2 separate regions of the Zea mays genome follow, and region 1 is linked to region 2. The links are chromatin contacts, called in public Hi-C maps. All regions are on one chromosome and are shown on one strand. Each heading gives the region's core, a stretch centred on a gene start, on an enhancer-like site or on the middle of the called end of the contact. The rest is flanking DNA. Distances are from core to core; before and after follow the strand shown.

Region 1 (5,245 bases), core at 1,268-3,767, 190 kb before region 2:
AGTTTGAAATAGAAAGTGTGATATGTAGTCTGCTAAAGATAGCCTTAGATCTTTAACGTTAGACATGTTTAATGTTCAATCGGAGAGCAATAACCCATCCTGTCTTGTGTCTTTTTTTTTGTTAGGGCTGATTTGGAGCGGATCCCTAGTGAAGAAAACCCTTATTATTCATGGAATAGCAAGGGGTTCCTCCCCTAGAGATCCTTCCAAATATCTGGTCACCAAACCTGTCTTTATAAGTACTATTTTACCCAGTGCAGCCGTGCACCGGCCATGTGAACCTTTTGCTGAAGAAGAAATGAGCGCGGGACGATTCGGTACGCCGGTAAAGAACAAGTGGACCTTGTGTCGGTTAAACCTATATAGTCACTCAAAACATAAAACATTATTTTTTACTGTAAATTTGCACTATTTGTAAAGTAAGATTTGAATATATGTATAATGATGGTATGCTAACTCCACTCTCTAAACAGTATAATTTATAATATAAAATAATGTTTTTTGATCATATGGGTGAACTGCTGACTACGTTGTTTGCTCACGTAGTGTTTTAGGAGACCATATGAGTGTGTAAGGAAAATGGACCCGACACATTTGGCTAAGTGATTTTGATATTTGATGATCAACATAACCTTATGAACTAATATTTTCCAAGTGTTTGTGTGTTATAGTTCATATGATGCGAATTGGATTGGACTGAGGCTCTGAGGATGCCACACCTCAAAGAAGACATTATAAGACCTATAGAAGACATTACAAAGTCATATTGAAAATATTTTATTCATGCTAAAAGTCTAACACATCAAGAAGTAGAAGTGGAATGCAGAGCCACAAAACAAAAATGAAGTTGATAAAGTTGAGAGGAATGACTGACTGAATTGGAAGTGTTTCACAATATTAAATCTACTCGAATTGACATGACTTCAACTCTCAGATGTAGAGAATTTTATAAGCTTTCCAAAAGTCTAAGATCATTAAAAATTAAAATCGGAGTTCGGAGCTAAAAGTTATGCTACAATACAAAGTTGGAATTGCTGAAAAAACTGCAGCAGGATAGGAGTTGGTTCACCGGACTGACCGGTGTGCCAAATTTGCTCAAAATGGTATGGCTTCAACTCTCGGATGTAGAGAATTTATAAGCTTTCCAAAAAGTACAATATCAACAAAATCCGAAATCGAAACTAAAAGTTATGACAAAAATACGACAAACAAGCATGTGCTGTCCGGTGCACACCAGATTGTTCGTCTGCGTCATATGTACGGTGCATCATATTCGGAAGCTCTAATGGCTATCTTTAACGGCTAGTACACGTGGTATGTCCGGTGCACCACTGGACAATCCTGTGCGGCGCAGAAAGCTGTAGAACTGCTTTACAACGACTATATCTGAGTTGGGACCTATATATACTTTATCCAACCAGGCATTTGGAGGTGTGGGAGCTCAAGCAACATACCAAGACATATTTTAAACACTTTCCAAGTGCTCATACACCCAAATGTTTAATAGAATCACTCGGTAATTAGCGTATGTGTTTTTTGTGAAGTGCTTAGGTTAGTTCGACCGCTTATGCGCTTGGTATAGGTGAATCCTAGTTAGTTGAGTGAGTTTAGAAAAACCACACAACCCCTCTGCTCTAGCGCGATTCGTTGTAATTGTACAAGTGGGGCGAGAGTCTTGCGATATCGTGACAACTGAGTTGTGTCACGGCTGCCACCGTGTACCGGAGAGAACGAGGCACGCGACGTTTCGCCCGGAAATGGACCACCACTTACGCGTGAAGAAGACTCGTGGCTCTCTACGGAGTTACTCGACCGATGTGCTTGACCTCGCGTGAGCTCTCCTTTACGTAGGGCACCAACGAGGATTAGTCGGAACCTTGTGGTTCCGGATAACTCAGTAAAAATACCGGCGTTATCCACGAGAGTTTACATCTCTACCTTACTCTTTACTTTCCGCATTTAATTAAGTACTTAAGTTTCAATATCTCTTTTATAGTTAGAATATTTAGGATTGAAACTTAGGTTTTGCAGTAGAGATAGCAACACGTAGACTAAACCTAGTTTACACATTATAGATTGTTTATTTGCATAGGTTTGGCTTTAGAGATTTAATTGTGATCTAATTTAGAGATAATTTTTAGAAGTCCTAATTCACTCTCTCTTAGTTGTCACTAGTGTTTTGTACTATAGACTATATATTTATATAGTAGAGTTTAAAATACAAGATGCGATAAGAGATACAATGGTTTGCTGGAGACAGATGATTTAGAACACTGGTGAGATATAGATTTTCTATCTTTGATGTTAGGTGAGTCTGACGGAACGACGCCAGTCGCCAGGAAGGTCTGTTCAAAAGAAAACAAAGATGAAAAAAATGCAAAAGCAAAATGTAGGGAAGCGCCGAGAAATGAGAATCTCGTTCGCCAGCAGAAGCAGTCAAGCTGAAAGAGAGGGAGGAAAAAAAAGAGATAACGCACGGCCGCCCGCAGTGCTTGAAACCAGCCCGCTCCTCCATTCCAACGTCTCCACCCACTGCTCCCAATGGCGACGCCGTTCCCGCTGGAGGCCGACGAGGGGGAGGCGCGGGAGCTCCTCTACGAGGCGTACAACGAGCTGCACGCGCTGGCGTCCGAGCTGGGCGGCGCGGCGGCGGCGCCGGCGGTCGTGGTCGTCGGCCACCAGACGGACGGCAAGAGCGCGCTGGTCGAGGCGCTCATGGGGTTCCAGTTCAACCACGTCGGCGGTGGCACCAAGACGCGGCGCCCCGTCGCGCTCCACCTCCGCTTCAACCCGCGCTGCGACGAGCCCCAGTGCCGCCTCCTCTCTGCAACCGGCGATGCCGAAGAGCATGACGAAGCCGGGGTTGCCGCCCGCCCCATGCCGCTCGCCGACATCCAGGTGCGTACCCTCCGTGACGGCGTGCGCCAAGTGTTTTACGGAAATGTCACTGCCGTGTCGTGTGCTCCGTCTGCTCTTACATGTATATTTGCGAAGTGCAATGCACCCCTTGTGTTTGTATAATTGCCTGTGTCCTGTGCCGGAGAGAATAAGTGGGGTGCTGCAGATGAGATTAGCCATTACGAATATAATCCGATGAAGAGCATTTTAAGGGATGCTATTTGTAATGCACCTTGTATGTTTATGTGATTGTTGTTGTTGTTTGTATTTCTATAGGATGTTGGAGAAGCTATTTGTATTTGGTAGCTAACTCGATCTATCTATGTTGAAAGTTCAACCAGCGTCCAGTAGCTAACTTCGTGTTCTGTGTAGATTACACTGTTTATGAACTTTTAGGTTAGTTTGCTAGACAAAGGAGAGGCATATAGGACAATTGCTACCAAGAACCATCTTGATATATGAAACCATTAGGCTGTTCATAATGTCGAATATGCAGCTTTTGCATTATATCACTTGATTAACTAGGAAACTGTTTCCCCATTTTGTTATGTTGTCAAATTTCAATGAGGAGAAGGTTGGAGCACTGTTGCATTAACTTAACCAAACTTTTGTTGCACAAGGACATTATTTTGTAAACCCTGCTCAACTACTTTCAGGCATATATTGAAGCTGAAAACTTGAGGTTGGAGAATGACCCTTGCCAATTTTCAGAGAAGGAAATCATAATTAAGGTAGAATACAAGCATTCCCCCAATCTCACCATTATTGACACTCCAGGCCTCATCCTTCCAGCTCCTGGCCGTAAAAACAGAGTTTTGCAGGTACTTTGTTTGTTTTCCTCTATCTGTTTACATCAGCCATTTTTTTTACCTTTTTAGGTGCATTTGATTCCGCACTGAAACTGCTCCAACCTTGGCAATCTTGTGACATTCAGAGCCAGGCTTCTGCTGTTGAGAGCCTTGTTCGTGCTAAAATCCAGCATAAAGAGACCATTATACTGTGCCTTGAAGATTGTAGTGATTGGAGTAATGCAACTACACGGAGAGTAGTGATGCAGGTTGGATTTTTAAGTAATCTTTTTTTTAATATATGCCTAATTCCTCTAAGACTAACATTTGCATGATTTTCCACCAGTTATAATCATAACCTATTGGGTTTCCATACAAAATCGAATGACAAAATTACTTTATGGACTTCTAGGCCTTCAACCAGATCTTGTTCTAGCACAACCCTTCTGTAACTGATAAAACGTTTCCACTAAACAAGTTTTTTTTTTCCATTTTGGTACCGCAGGTCGATCCTGATCTTGCAAGGACTGTTCTAGTCTCCACAAAACTGGACACAAAAATACCACAATTTGCCCGTCCCTCTGATGTTGAAGTGTTTCTTCACCCACCAAATTGTGTGCTAGATGTTTCCTTATTGGGAGATTCTCCCTTTTTCACATCAGTACCTTCTGGTAGAGTTGGCTCTTGCCATGAAGCTGTGTTCAGGTCAAATGGAGAGTTTAAGAAGGTATAGCTAGTACCGACTGAATTCTTTAGAGCTTTGTGGTTCCTCCTGTGAAGTGTCGAATTGTACACTGCATAAACATGCTTGCACTCTAGCATTAAGCAGACTCTTGAATTTTTTCCTTCTGTTCTGTGCCAATAAAGCAACTGGCCATCTGATTTCATTATGTACTTGTCAGAGCAGTTTGGTTAAACTCAAGAGCGAATGTGTAACTCAGTATGATGTACAATCCCTTACAAAAATGATTACAACTAACTGAAAACCTGTAGTTTTTAAGAGCTTTTAGGGACACAGGTTTACACATTAAAGTCACATGCCCCCTCATTTCATTTTGTAAGGTTTACTCACAAGTCACAACATAAGATTCAAACTTGATAATATTTTATTAGCACTTAATATTATATTTTGTAGGTTATGCCATACAAATATTTGAGAACACTTCCATAATGTCAAATTAATATTCATGAACATTACAATGTATGTGTATTAATGGTGAAAATGTACTATTTCTTTTGTTCTTGATAAAATGATACACAACTTTACTGCATTTGAGAAGAAAAAAATATAATGGTCAAAACATGACATTTACCATGCCTTACAAAAATAAAAGGAGGGATTACTTTCTGTGTTTTTTTTAAATTCATATTGATTTTTAACTCAAATATAAAAATACATGCTTGCTTTGACTTGTGAAGCTTCTCAGACTCCACTTCGAGGTGCCACTCCAAGAGTATGTGTGGATGTGCCTATATTTCTATTTGTTTCTGTAGGGTAAAGTCTACTCTAGGGATAACCTGTGACTAACAGATAGGTCTGTACTTCCTGTTGAGGTTAA
Region 2 (5,032 bases), core at 1,949-4,448:
TCTCTCTCCGTTTTTCCGTACCGTGATTATGGGAAGCAGCGGCCCGAAGATCTCCTCCTTCATCATCGCGGAGTCGAGCGGGACGTCCAGCAGCAGCGTCGGGGCGATCCTTCTGCGCAGCACGGCGAAGAAATGCTTTTTTTTTATGATGATGATGTTGAAAGGCATGGCGATCGAAGAAATGTTTTTTTTTAGGATGTTGAAAGGCATGGCGATCGAAGAAATTAATGTTACGGGGGGAAACAACGCATGGTTGCTTGCTGTAAAAGATGCACTCACAGCCGCCGCTCGTCGATCTGGCCGCCGAACGCGACATTGCCGGAGACCGAGTAGTCGTCCATGAGCGCCATGAGCCTGTTGAAGTGGTTGGAGTTGACGACGCGCGACAGGTCCGGCGACCGCAGCGGCTCCTCCCCGTAGAACTCGAACAGCACTCGCTTCAGGGACTCCAGCTGCCAGGGTCGCCACGCCAGGAGTTGAGCAGGAACAGAGCCCAGAGACGTTGTTATTAGCAGGTAGCCATGCATGGATGGATGGACTGGACCAGGCGTGAGTAGGAACTAGGAAGAAGTAGGACTGGAACTGGATCACTACCAGCTTTGGCGCGAACGATTTGGTAGTGACGACGTAGTCCGGCGAGACGCAGGCTTGGCCGCTGTTGCAGCCCCACTTGCCGGCGGCGATCCTCTTGGCAGCGACCTTCATTGAGCATTATGACGAATCCATCATAATCAGAGAGAGATATAGAGAGAGAGACGGGCGGCCGGGGTGCTCTTTACGTGGAGGTTGACGTCGGAGTCGACGACGACAGGGCATTTGCCACCGAGCTCCAAGACCACGGGCGTCAGGTGCTTGGCAGCGTAGGACATGACGATGCGTCCTACTCTGCTGTTACCTGCACACGCGCGCAGCACAGTACCATATATATATCTGCCGATCAGTATTGCGCCATGGAAATGGAATGGAAGGAGATGCTCGCATGCATACGTGACGACCTGTGTAGAAGATCTTGTCCCACTGGAGCTCCAGCAGCGCGGTGGTCTCCGCGATGCCGCCCTGCACGACCCTGACGCACGAGGGGTCCACGTAGCGCGGCAGCAGGTCGGCCAGCAGCAGCGACGTGGCCGGCGCCACCTCCGACGGCTTCAGCGCCACGGCGTTGCCCGCCGCGAATGCCCCCACGACCGGGTCGATGGCCAGCACTGCTCCACGTACGCATGCATTCGTTACTTACAGTCACACACATGATTAACTACGGTCAGAGCAACCTACTGGCAGGCAGGCCATGATTTTGTGGGCTACTGTGCGTGTCATGGGCTGGGCTTGCCGAAGCCGAACGCGTGCGTGAGCTGACGACGCGTTGGCATCTGATTCCTCAGCTCTACTGATCTACTACTAGAAACCCATTAAACACGTCACTAGACAATCCATTAATAATGGTCTTTTCTAGTGGCTTTCAGTCAGAGGCTTCATGCGCGCATTAACTCAAACGACTGGAATGGGGACTAAATAAAAGCATGATGCATGATAGGTGACGGGGGTAATAATGCTGGTTAATTACGAACGTACAGAAGGGGTAGTTCCAGGCGGAGATGACGAGCACGACGCCGAGAGGCTCCGCCGCGACGCTGGCCGCCGACGGGAAGGTCAGCAGCCCGCCGGGGACCTGCAAAGGAAAACAAAAACAGAAACGAAAACAAAAACAAAAAACCGGCCAGAAGCAGCAGTCAATGCGCATTGATTCCGCCAGCAGCGCACGCGAGTCAGTTCGGGGGAGCTAGGATGATTTTTGGCATGAAAAGCTAGCTGATGACGAGGCTATGCTAGAACAGGATGCTTGATCGAATTCATTCATGGCTGCAAGACTAGGAACTAGGAGTCTAGGACCAGGACCAGGACCAGGACCAGGGCCAGCTTGGTACTGTGATGATGAGTGTCCTTGTACAGATCCGTCTTGAAGCTAAGTGCACTTGCATTTATTAATTATGATGAATTGTTTGTTGTCAACGTGCGCGTATAATAAATGTGTATTACCTCTATTTTCGAATATTCGTCGTCCGCTAGTTCATTTACGATAAATAAAAAAGATCGGAGAAAGTATGTTCCAACTTCCAATAGAAACTAATGACCACCAAATTAAACGCTACTTCTCGAATCTTACGCACTTCATCCCAAAATAGTTAATGTTTTAGTTTTAAACACAGAATTTGGGAGAAACAAAAAAAAATATGATGCAAAGAGAGAGATGTATTACGAAGTGAGAATGATAACCATTTTAAAACAAAATGGAGTGTATAGCATTTGTGAGTTGTGACATACTAAGTGATTAACTAGGGTCCATCCATCAAAGCAACATATATAGAGTTCTCAATTACAAACATTCCCTATTTAAAGATTCATTTTAAACCAATATTGACTGTTCTAATCGTATTGAGAGTATTCGTATTTGTTAATGTGGCCGATCGGAGGTCTGTTGTTGGTTAAAGTTCCATGGATACAATGCTGGCCACGTACGAAAATATAACAGAGGATACCACAATACCTTTCGGGGCTTCATCCATTTCTTGAGATTCTTGAGAGCAAATTTGCACGAAGAAATGACCAACGATATCTAGACGCAAATTTGCAATTAAAGTGTCATCATAAACAGCTTAATTATTATTTTTCAGTCCATACTAATGTAACTGCATATGTACTAGCACAAACAAACAGAACACACTAATAATTAATATATCACGATATCATAAGCGTACCTCGTGTACGTAGCACTCGGTAAGGGGTTTCGCGAGGTCCGCGTGCAGGGCGGCGCAGATGTCGTCCTCCCTCTCGGTGGCCATGCGCAGAAGGCCGCGCAGCTGCGCCTCCCGCCACGCCGCCGGCCGCGTCCTCCCCGACGCGAAGCTCCTCCGCAGCCGCTCCCTCTCCTCCACCGCCGTCGCCGCCGCCGCCGCCGCCGCCTCCGCGTCCATGCCGAGCGACGCCCGCCGCGCCGCTAGCTAGCTCGCTCCGTCGTCCCCTCCCTCGATCGTTTCTTGTTTTCCCTTCTCACTTCGCAGCGGCGCGGGCGGAGGGTTGTTCCACTTCCACCATGAGACAAGGGGGAGGCGGTTAGGGGAGCGCGGAGGCGACGGGAGTTGCCGTACGCGCAACCTCCCAATAAGTTACGTACGCGCTCGTCTACACTGCACACACATGTGTTGTAGAGGGGGGCGAGGGTATATGCGACGATATATATCCGCGCACGGTACTTTTGGTCTGGGCTAAGATGGGGCCTGGTTCCCGGTTTTACTTGTTTTGTAGGCCCATGTTGGATGAATGTGCATTCGAAGATTTATATTTTATCCCGTTATTTCTGCCGACAACAAAGCATGAGTCCAGCTTTGCAACGAAGGAAAAATGAAGGCGTTTTGAAGGATTGAAATCCTATAGAAAACTTTCTTATATAACTCAATCCTATATAAAACTTTAGTATATGGCTCTTTGAAACAAATGATTGAGTTCTTATAATTCCTATATAATTCCTATGAAATGGTTTGTTGTAGCGAGATTTTAAATGATTTTTTCTAGTATGAGATCTAACCTCTTGAAAAATATCTTGTCTATCTCTCTCATGTTCATGTGTTCTTCCTATTGCATCCAAACGCTCTATTAAAAGTTTTAATGTATTTTAACTTTTTTTGTATGATTACAAGTGTCATGCAATTTTATTCTTACTTTTTCCTATTCTTACGTTTTAATCAATCCTACGTCTCAAAAAAGGTCTGAAACGAGTGATTATGTATTTCAGAGCCGTGTTATTTTTTTCTTGCGAATATAAGGTATGTTACGCTATCTCATTTAGTCATCTCAAATTTCAAACTCCACACTATATATGACTAATGTACATATCAGTCTACTATACAAAATACATGACCATATGTACGATCTGCTAGCCACCACCTTAATTAATACTCGTTTATCGCCCACTAGTTCATTTTGGAACTAAATCACGATAAATAACAATAAAAAAGAACGGATAGAGTAGTATATATATATATGATTAGTTGGTGTATAATGTATATTAATTTTAACCAGCGATTAGTCGAATCGTACGCGTAGGTTTTTTGTTCACGGGTTGTTTAGTCAAATCCGAAACTAAACGTCGTTCAAGAGATCCTGTTCAATATAGGTGACTGATCAAGTTTTTAGTGAGAGCACGATGCGACTGTTTGATTGACACTAGCTTGTTCACGAGATCGACATTTCGCGGGAATCTGTTCGTCTTCCTTCTGGTGGGCGACACTACTGTTTGTCTTCCTCGTCTTCTTGAGTGGTTGTTGTTCCTACCATACGACTTGTTTTCAGCGACCGTTCGCGGGACTGCACTGCGAACATCATCCTGCATCAAATTTCGATCGACTACATCGAACATACATACGAGATGTCTCGTATAAATGAAGTCACTAGTGCCTTAAACATTGATCACTCCGCAGGGTACTCACTGTTTTCTTATTTTTTGTGCATGTTATTTTATTGTTTACTGCTACAGTGATCACTGTTTTCTTATTTTTGTGCATGTTATTTTATTGTTTACTGCTACAGTGATTAGTTATGCACACATCTGTCATCACGTTTATCACGCGTGCTATATTTCTAGATTAAATTGAATCTGAAAATGTCTAAATTCCTGACGTTATCCACACAACGACCCTGAAGAACAAGACAATCTGCTGCCTGCGTATCACACTCACACATAGTCGCGAGACACCTGGAACCGAGTATATATCACATCAACAGAAAGAAAACCAAGTAAAGAATGTACACAGAAAAGGTCCGAAAAGATTGTACTCGTAACAGGGTGATCATCGTTATATTTCATATGAACATTATGATGTTTACATGGGCTAGTTTCTCTCCTTTCCTAAAGAACACACACCAGCCTCCGTGACCATCCTTCTGCTGTTTCTGTCATTCTAGCGGCCTCCCCCTTGGGCCTTGGCAAATCGCTCTTTGTTTGAACGGTAATAGGCTGGGCAATCTTCGTTGGGAAGAC

The links. A called contact is a pair of places that touch in the nucleus more often than the background predicts.
Region 1: a Hi-C map of ear shows a contact between it and region 2, with 2.2 times the contacts expected there. The contact joins the promoter of LOC100383294 here to the promoter of LOC100285809 in region 2. A contact is called at or near these places in 3 of 25 Hi-C or Micro-C datasets (ear, endosperm and tassel).

What each region holds. Positions count from the first base shown.
Region 1 is chr10:10,668,602-10,673,846 of Zm-B73-REFERENCE-NAM-5.0, reverse strand. It overlaps LOC100383294, which reads left to right and starts at 2,517. Exons shown (of 17, transcript NM_001175954.1): 1 at 2,517-2,898; 2 at 3,555-3,719; 3 at 3,833-3,955; 4 at 4,192-4,413. The coding sequence starts at 2,542.
Region 2 is chr10:10,483,113-10,488,144 of Zm-B73-REFERENCE-NAM-5.0, reverse strand. It overlaps LOC100285809 (aldehyde dehydrogenase, dimeric NADP-preferring), which reads right to left and starts at 3,198. Exons shown (of 10, transcript NM_001158699.2): 1 at 2,754-3,198; 2 at 2,543-2,611; 3 at 1,570-1,666; 4 at 996-1,202; 5 at 780-895; 6 at 595-699; 7 at 280-452; 8 at 22-112. The coding sequence starts at 2,969. LOC100193320 reads right to left here. Exons shown (of 8, transcript NM_001158644.2): 8 at 4,824-5,032.